2 separate regions of the Rattus norvegicus genome follow, and region 1 is linked to region 2. Evidence: chromatin contacts called from public Hi-C data. All regions are on one chromosome and are shown on one strand. Each heading gives the region's core, a stretch centred on a gene start, on an enhancer-like site or on the middle of the called end of the contact. The rest is flanking DNA. Distances are from core to core; before and after follow the strand shown.

Evidence for each region. A called contact is a pair of places that touch in the nucleus more often than the background predicts.
Region 1: a Hi-C map of liver shows a contact between it and region 2, with 3 times the contacts expected there. The contact joins the promoter of Rassf3 here to the enhancer-like site in region 2. A contact is called at or near these places in 6 of 12 Hi-C or Micro-C datasets (Schwann cells, kidney, liver and 1 more).

The regions. Positions count from the first base shown.
Region 1 is chr7:58,884,281-58,888,681 of GRCr8, forward strand. Rassf3 (Ras association domain family member 3) reads right to left here and starts at 1,740. Exons shown (of 5, transcript NM_001108747.2): 1 at 1,467-1,740. The coding sequence starts at 1,577.
Region 2 is chr7:58,836,487-58,841,465 of GRCr8, forward strand. The region is part of intron 1 of Rassf3 (Ras association domain family member 3); the gene reads right to left. Among named protein-coding and RNA genes, the nearest start is that of Rassf3, 47 kb to the right of the region's middle. Within about 2 kb of position 2,410, at least 10 of the 93 cell types and tissues checked have an H3K27ac peak or open chromatin away from gene starts, as enhancers often do. A contact at or near this core is called in kidney and liver, where this site is marked.

The DNA.
Region 1 (4,401 bases), core at 490-2,989, 47 kb after region 2:
TTTTAAAAGCACAAACAAGATTCTTAAACTCAACTCCAACCACCACATTCTGGCTGACCCTGTGGAGGAGACTGATACCTGGGGAATTCAGGAACCCCCTGGTTTTCTGGAAATTACTAGTCACCTCTGAAATACACGTCAAACTGGCTCAAGCTCTTTACAAGGGTGAAAGGGAGGAGAATGTGCAAGGCAGTAAAGGGAAAAACTAGATGAGAAAGAAAAAAAAAAAAACAAACCATTTCTTCCCTGACCCACAGGAGGTAGGCCAAGCGGGCCTACCTCTGACTTCCAAATTCATCCATTAGCACATTCTACTGAAAATAAAAGGTCGCCCTAGTAAACAGAGCAAGTCTGAGGATAAGTGCAGGATATCACCCACCCTTAGCCCTTCACTAGCTGTTGTTCAAAATACTGACTTCATCCTAGCCTCTCCTCCTTTCAGTTTGGAAATTTAATAGACCAGAAAGTCTAGAACTTCCAAATCTGATAAAGAATTTTTACTTTAGAAAATGGCCTGTTAAACTTAAAAGGGTTAGCAAGGGGCAATATGGGCAGAGGTTCCTCTCCACCAAAATCCCCATCACTGGGCCCCCTGAACGACTAGTCTCTTGTTTTTCAACTCCAGAGCTGACAGAAACGTCCCGTGTGAGTCTGCAGTGTTTTTAGAAGCAACAAGTTTGCTCCGTTAAAGCACTTATATCTGACGAGAGTGGCCGAGCTGGCCACGTTCCCTGGTGTGGCTTCCAGGGCCAGAAGGCCACCGCTTTAAGCGCCGACCTTACAAGTTCGGCCAAAGTGCCCCGTTTGGAAGACGCCCCTAAAAAATAAAATAATCCTTGTCAGGATCTGTGAAACTGGCACAACTTCCCGTGCTGACTTTTTCCAAGCCATACTTCCCACGGCACCCTTCCTCCAAAAAAGGAAGAAACCGGCGTAGAGCTCAGTCCTCTGGAGTTAAGTCTACCTAGGACGTGTGCAGCACCCGCAAACTGGACCTAATGCGACCCAGACTTTAGTGAGCACCTATGATCGCCCGGTCTATTCACCCTGCAGCTTGCCCGCACGGGGGTTGCTCGGTCATTCCGGGCCATTGAGTGCCTTCATGCTACGCAGGGCCATCGAGCAAACTGCAGCTAGAAGCAAACTGCAGCTAGGACGGCGCAGTGACCCGGCCATTACCCAGAAGGGCTGCCGAAAGAGCCATCCCGAGTGGCCCGGGGACCTCCCGGCTCCTGGAGCTGCTCCCGCAGCCGGCGTCCCCAAGCAGAGCGGCCCAGGACATCTGGCTCCGCGCCCTTCCACCTCCTTCCCTCGCCGCGGGCGGCCCACGCCCACTACACTGGCTCCCAGCACCTTTCAGGAGCCGAAAGGGCAAAGGCCACTCTCAGCGCCCTGCAGCCCGCAGGCGAGCATCGCCCAGCGCGGGCGCAGACACGTGGAGCCAGGACCCCGAGCACGCCACTCACCGGCTGACCCGAACGGGACTTGCCCGGAGGCGCTCTCCTGAAGAAGGAGGTCCTGGCGGTGAAGAAAAAATCCTCCGCGTCCTCCTCGAGGCTGCTGTAGCCGCTGCTCATGCTGCTGGTCCGGTTGCGCTCAGGGGGCCTCCCCGGGGCGCAGGCGGCCAGGCCGGGGTGCGGCGCCCGACCGCCCCGTGAGGTTCCCGGCGCGCGGCCCCGAGCCGCCGGCCGGCCGTCCAGCTGCAGCTGCGGCCGCCGCTCAAGCCGCCCTCCAGTCCCCTCCCGCAGTCTTCGCCGCCCTCTCCCCGCGCTGCGGCGCCACGACCCCGCCCCCTTCTGGACCCAGCCCCCGGCCTGACAAAGCCCCGCCCACTTAGGCCAGGCTCCGCCCAGTCAAGACCCGCCCCCACTCAGTCATCGTCCCAGCAAGGCCACGCCTCCGGCAGTCAAGGCTCCACCCAGGTCCCTCCCCACAGGCCAAGACGGCTGAGTTCCGCCCAGCTCCGCGCGCGCAGGTGGGGACCGGTCCACGGCTCCCAGTCACGCCCTCGGGCCCAGCAGAGGTGGAGAGTGGGGGGGAAGTCGGGTTCGAGCGCCGCCCCTGGTGGGGCTTCCCCAACCGCCCGGAAATTCCGAATTCCTAAGTGACTCCCCGCTACTGGAGCCGAAAGTTTTGGAACGGGCCGGAATATAATGGAGAACTTTTCCCACTCTTCTTCGGGCTCGGCCTTGGTGGTACTGGCCTCCATGGAGGGGGACGAGCCACAGCGTGCGGCTGGCTCCTCCCTGACCATTCTAAGTTAGCAAAGGTGGGTGGGGTAAGAGCGACTGGGTTGTGCTTATTTGAAAGAAAACATCCTTTCTGGTTCTTTTGAACTTCGGTAGTAAAGCTTCCCCGCCTCCCTGTGGCGAAGGCGCGCCCAAATGTGGATGGCTAAAGCAATCGAGATTTTGGGGGACAAATTTCATAATCACCGAACAATCCAGTAGTTTTAATTTAATGTACTTTATAAGTGTCGCCTTCCACAAGCAGTTTTACACAGTCACCTCCTGAGGGGCAAGTAGATTAGACCACCCTGTTCACCCATACACCAAAAAACAAGGTTTCCCTTTGGGAGAAAAAAGTCCTCGCAATCAGCTAAATGTTTAAAATGCGACATTTTCTTTGCTTAGGGTCACCTGGAGGGGTCGTTTTCACCTTGGCGTGATGGAGTTGACTTAAATCCTACTAACTTACTTGCAAGAGACCTTGATGGGAAAGAGGTTTTGAAGCTTTAAGACGCTATGGTATGCAGGCTGTAGCAGAAGGTTCTTTTTCTTTTTTTAGAGGGGGTTTTTTAAAGAGAAAGTCATCACTGCTTATGGCTAAATAAGCTCTTTTCTCCACTGCTCTCCCAGTGCTGGGACTAAAACAGAAAGATAGCAGTCGCCTTCAGGCCGAGACGGCTGCTTCTGTGGCGCCTCGGGTTTTTGTATAACCCTTTCTGGGATAAGAACTGGGTGAGTAACTTTCACTCCAGAACCAGGAGGAGGGAAAACTAGACCAGAGAGAAGACAGGGAGAAGGAAAAGAAATGGTTCCTAGATCATCCCTTCAACCCTCAAGCAGAAAGGAGGCTGGCTAATCTGCCTTCCTGTAGGTTTACTCACGTGTCCAACTTGCAAAATAGCCTTTCACTCCAGGGGAACTCACCCCCAGAGGGGCCTCAGAGTCACAGCCTATTTTAAAAATCCAAGGAAAGGGTAGAATAAATAAAATAGACTCAGGCCCGCTCAGTTTTGAAAGGACTTATTGTCAAACACTGAACTGAATTTGTAAGTGGACTGAATCACCATACACTTCCCACTGATAGAGGAGCCTATTGGTTTAGATTCTCATGAAATGCCTGCTTATCTCGTCTTTCTATGTTAACTGGGGAACGTGCTTAAAAGTTAGAAAATGTATACAAAGTAGCTTTGTCAGAGCAATGAGAGAAATAACCCATGCCATATTCTGTAAAATATGCACAGGAGGATAAGGAGTTAGTCCTGTAGCTGTGTGTGGGAAATACTTTTCAGGCAGAAGGAAGAGCATGTGGAAAGGTCCTGTGGCAGGAGTGAGCTGGCTGGGCATATTCAAATTAGAGCAAGAAAAGCAATGTTTCCTAACTGTGAGTGGAATGTTTCCTAACTGAGTGGAAGGGCCAGTGTTGAGAACTTTTGTCCGAAGAGTAACAGTAACAGATGTAGCTCAGTGGCAGAGTGCTTTTCTAACATGTATAAGGTTCAACCCCCTGGGTTCAATCCCCAGCTTGAAAAAATTAAAAGGTAAAACGTAACAACCACAAAAAAGCCACTATGCTATAAAGGTTTTGCTTTTTGTTTTTTACCAGAGATTTTGAGCAAAGGGATGGTAACATTTGACTTGCCTTTATAAAGTACTCAGTTACTGAGCAGAGAATAGAGTTAGATGGCATGGGTGTTTGGTGTCTAGAGGGATGGCTCAGTGGTTAAGAGTATTGGCAGTTCTTCCAGAGGACCCAGGTTTGATTCCCAGCACCCACATAACAGCTTAAAACTGTCTGCAACTAATACCCTCACATAAACATACATGATGGCAAAAACCAATGCATAAAAATAAACTATTTTTAAATGATATGAAAATGCAAACAAATAAAACAAAGGGTTATATTTTTTTCACTCCTGAAAGTTTCTTGTAAGGCAGATTATGAAACAGTATGCATGACACAATCACATCTGTGTACCTGCAATTACAGGTGACATTCTTACTGTGTACTAAGACAGCAGATATATCATCACAGAGATTTATCCTAAAGGTCACACCGACCAACCACTAATTCACTGGTGCCTGTGTGACCTGGAAGAGGATGGCCTAGGGACAGACAGACCAGCATTGGAAGGAGAGACAGCACTCTTAAAAAAAAAAATCCAGCCAGTATTTA
Region 2 (4,979 bases), core at 1,160-3,659:
GCCTTGCAGTTAAGGAATCAGTAAAAGCAACCAGCAAAGAAGAGACGTTTAGCAATGCTGCGGACCTGGTGCTGGTTAATTGTGACCCAATAAGTGAATTAAGCAGGAACAGACTTTTCCCCCCTTCATCATGTAGCTGGCTTCCAACTTGCCCTTCACCGCCTTTAGTCTGATGATGCTGGTTTGTTACAGTACTAGTGTCCCATCAACAATTCACTTCATCTGTACTCTGGGAGGGGTGGGGGGGGGGTTGTAACTAGTACACCTAAAATAAAATACAACAGTCAAACTTGGTCATTTGAAGCCTCCTTTGTTCCTGAGGCTACTCATAAACAATCAAAATGACACCAGAGGACAAAGGTGGGTAGTTTAAACTATTCATTAAAAAAAAAAAAAAAAAGAGGCGGCACAGGCCTTAAATCCAAGCACTCAGGAGGCAGAGGCAGGCAGATCTCTTGAGCTCCAGGACAGCCTGCTCTACCGATCTGAGTTCCAGGATAGCCAGGGCTACAGAGAGAAATCCTGTTTTGAAAAAACAAACAAACAAACGAAATTTAAATTTAAACAGACCACAAAAATAAAACAACTACTGTCTAAGGCTGGGGTCTGCAGCAGTCTCTTCTTAAACACAGTGTGCTCAGAACATCAACACAACCCCAGCCTGTCACCACCCTTTGCCAGTGCCACCTGCTGGTCCCCAGCAGTCTGCAAGCCAAGTCCCCTGCTCCTCAGCTCATGGCCCACCCCACACAGACAGCCATCCCCACCACAGCAGCCCAGGGGTGCAGCTCGCATCACACATATCCAGGTTCAGGGCCCAAGGCACCTTCTAAGGTTTCCCAGCCACCCTACTGTGTCTTTGAATCTTCTACTGGGGGAATGCTGCGTTCAAACTAGCTGGGTCCTGAACAAGAGAGGCAGGCCCTTATCCTATACAACAGACCCAGTCCTGAAGTCTGGCCTCAAGTTTGCATTTGCAATCTATCTAGCCTCTTGCGTGTCTTATCGACCAGTGTGGTGTTCTTGCTCAGTTCCCAAAACCTAATAAATCTGCAGAGGCATATGAGGGCTTTACAGTATCAAACGCAATGGTTTATATGCTTCTGCTATCCGTCTGCATCAAAAACCAAAAGCCCTTCAAAGCATGCCCCGTAAATACCCTGGCACACCCGGGCCGTGAAAGCAGGCTCAGGCCTAACATGTTAATAAGATTAATTGAAGTTGTGATACACATTGGAAGAGCTTCATCTGAGCCTTCCATGACCTCACTCTTTAAAGCCCCAGTCACCACTCCGCCAATACCCTATATGGTTGTGCTTTTAAAACCAGGTCGTGTGCCAATCGGCAAACAGCCACTCGTTTGTTTGGAGCCAGAAAACAAACTTGGAGGTGGCCCGGCTCTTCAGGAGTGCCCTAGTCTTAGGTCCCAACCCTAAATGTATAACAGATTACACTCAGCCTTAGACATCACAGGTTGAAGCGTTTTCAAAGGAAGTCAATAGCGATGTCATTCATTTCTGAATGGTGACACAATTCATCGCTGGTTTTAATTGGTTCTCTCTCTCTCTCTCTTTTTTTTTTTCGGGTGCATGAAGTAAGAGAGAGGCCAGGCACACACAAATGTGGCTAATCTGCCCAGGCAACTAGGAAAAGAGTGAGGTGGCTGGGGAGGCAGAGCGTGGGCAAAGGTCAGCCCAGGTTGCCCTGGAGACAGGAGTTTTTTTAAGAACATGTCAACTCAAGGCCTCCGTTTTTTGACTAGCATGGCCCTGAACTATGGTCTTTGTCCCCTTACATCATCTAACACTCACTTTTACCAGCCTGCAAAGCTCCCCTAATCAAGCACTACAAAGTAATCATGCTGAAGATTAGGAAAATTAACTGAGAAAAATAAAGATAAGAAAGTGCCTGAAGCCAGGAAGGAAGAGAGAAAGAGAGAGAGGCTCAAAAACAAAACAAAACAAAACAAACCAGACCTGCTGCCCCAGATTCCAGCAGATTAAGAATCTCACTGGAGGGGTTGGGGATTTAGCTCAGTGGTAGAGCGCTTGCCTAGGAAGCGCAAGGCCCTGGGTTCGGTCCCCAGCTCCCGAAAAAAAGAACCAAAAAAAAAAAAAAAAAAAAAAAAAGAATCTCACTGGTGCAATCTGGAGGTAGACCCTGGAGTCATCAGTGGTCACAGACCATCAGCTAAGGGCACTTACTACCAGGGCTCAGGATCCTCCTCCCTCTCCCACCTCAGGTCAGCCCAGGGACACTGGAAGTTTCCACAGAGTCAGAGTCTAGTGGTAAAATCTCATGCCGCCACAGCCTCCATGACTTTTGAAACTCTGTGGGTAAGGCCAGGTTCCAGAGAACGGAAATCCAACAGGCTTGTTTGGAGACTAGAAAGGAATGCTGGGATGTGGTAGGCCAGTGAGGACGGCTGAGAAACCCTGCATGTGGTTCCTCCACCAACAGGCTCTAAGAGTCAGTCAAGGGCAGAGACAGGCAAACAAAACTCCTGGCAACTTTGCCAGGTGACACCTAACTTACAGAGAAAAAAAAAGTCTTAGTAAAATCAGAAGTTAGGGGGGTTGGGGATTTAGCACAGTGGTAGAGCGATTGCCTAGCAACCACAAGGTCCTGAGTTCGGTCTTCACCTGGGGGGGTGGGGGGTGGGGGGTGGGGGACGGACTTAGGTTCTATTCCCACCCACACACAGGAGGGTTCACAACCACCCATAACTCCAGTTGCAGGGGGATCTGACACCCCCTTCTGGCCTCTGCAGGCACTGCATGCACACGGCACACAGGGAGACACAGGTAAAATGATCTGAAACAGGTCTATGGGAAAGGATTGGGTTGTCTTTCTTTTTCCTGTTACAAGTGTAAGTTACCTCCATATGAAAGGAGGCTTAACTCCACCGTAGGCTCTGTGTTTCCAGGTAACAAAAGTATAAATGCCAATGGCCAGAACAACGGGGAGACCATGTCCAAGAGGTCACACTGAACTCCACTGTGGCTCAGATTAACATAGTTCTGATCCCCACCACCACCACCACATACCACCCTGCGGCCTCACTAATGTGCCAATCTGAGCATTCTTAGCGCTTGCTTGAACTTACACACCCCAGGTCCACAGCACCAAAAGGAAGGAGTCACGCTACAGGTGAGCCCAGGACCCAGCAGATCCTGAGACTTATTCTACTAGTAAGTATCCTAGCTCTGACTGCTTGCTTTTACAGAAATATGACAGTCTGAAAAGCCCACAAGGAGTTTAGGTTAAACTGTTTATATCACTAGCTCTCATTAACTCAACCCAGCCATCCCTTGTCAGAATATTCCTGCACTGCCCCCAAGATGACTCTTTTGATAAGCTGGTTCCGAGCCCTTAAAAGGCATGGCTCAAATCATACTGACTCCTTCTGCCAAGAGAAGACACAGTGAAGGTGCTTGCCCCACTTGGTGGCCTGTACCTCAAAAGGACACTGCCAGCCCAGAGCAAGCGCCACGGAGGACGCCGGCCAGCCCCTGTGCCTTGGTGGCGCCATCTCCAGAGTGCTGATCCAAAACTGGCTTTGCAGCCCTCGGGATTATCTTCTTTCTCCTTGCCAACGTGGTCAGATTGCACACTCTGGGGTCAAAGAAAACCAGGAACCCTGCAGAGGGAGCTCCCTGTCGTCCTCTATGGGAATCCTCTTCCTGCCTCCTGCTCTGTGGCAGCTGGGAGAAAATGTGGGAAGGATCCGGAGGTGTAAGCTACCCAGAGTGTGTCAGAACACAGGCTGGCCAGACCAGGACCGTGGCATGACAGGAGAGATGTCCACAGAGTAGCGAGTGCTTAGTGCTCCCTGCTCAGTGAACCCAGCCTAGTGGCCTAGCCCATACCCACTCGCTGCCTTAGAGAGCTCTGGCACCACTAACAGCAAAGACTCAAAATTAGGATTCAACTCCACACTAAGGAGTAGGAGGTGTCTCTATCCCTCAGCCCCATTCTGCTGCTCTTTTCTCCCACAGTATCTCAAGCAGAGGTCGCCACCCCTAACTCCAAGGCGGGTTGGAGAGCTCCCCCTGGTCAATCTTGTCACAGTTACTTCCCAGGCACTACCTGACACCCTTCACAACTGACAGGCTGAGTGGTGGAGGCCGGTTACTTTACCAGAGAAGTACTCAATTAATTGTGTGGTAATTGGAAGTGTGTGATGACGCTACACTTGGCAACTAAAGAATTCCTACTTAGCCATGACCAAAGAGTCCATTCAAAACTTGTAAAACCATTTCAAGTATTGGGGGTCGGCCCCCCCAAGGGCCCAGATACCATCATATCCTTTGACGTACCACATAGCTCATGGAAAGAGTTTCTAAATGAAAAGAAAAGCCAGGGAGGACACTCTACTGCTCTACCAAGTACAAACACAGCAAATCAGTCAATCAGTCAATCAATAGCCAGCACAGTAGACAGGGTGCCTGCCGCCGAGCATGTGGGTAGTCCTGGGTTCAAGTCCTGGGAACCCATAAACTGGGTGTGGTGGTATATGCCTTTAATCCCAGCACTCAGAGCAGAGCCGGTGTTATCCTTGGCTACTCGGCAAGTTTCAGGCCAGCCTGGGAGACCTAATAAAGAAGTGCCCAAATATGGCAGTATGCCAAAATGCTAACAGTGTTTGTCCTTCATCTGCGGAGGTCTGGAACACACACACACTTCTCTTTTTCCATAAAAATATATAAGAATTACAAACATTCCAAAAGCCTTCTTCAGGGTCTGGTTGGCTGAAGAGAAGAAGAAAGTGAAGTCTGGGGCTGGAAAGTGGCCTTTCATGTACAGAAAATAAACAGCCTTGGCAACAAAAATAACCTTAAGTCACCTGAGCACTTCACCAGTGAGACTGAGTCCCACGGTCATGCCCACTGCCCCCAAAGCAAACAGAGGCACCAGCCGGGCAAGGCTGATAGCCATCTGCACCTACAGACAGCAGAAATGGGGGGGGGGGGTGTGGG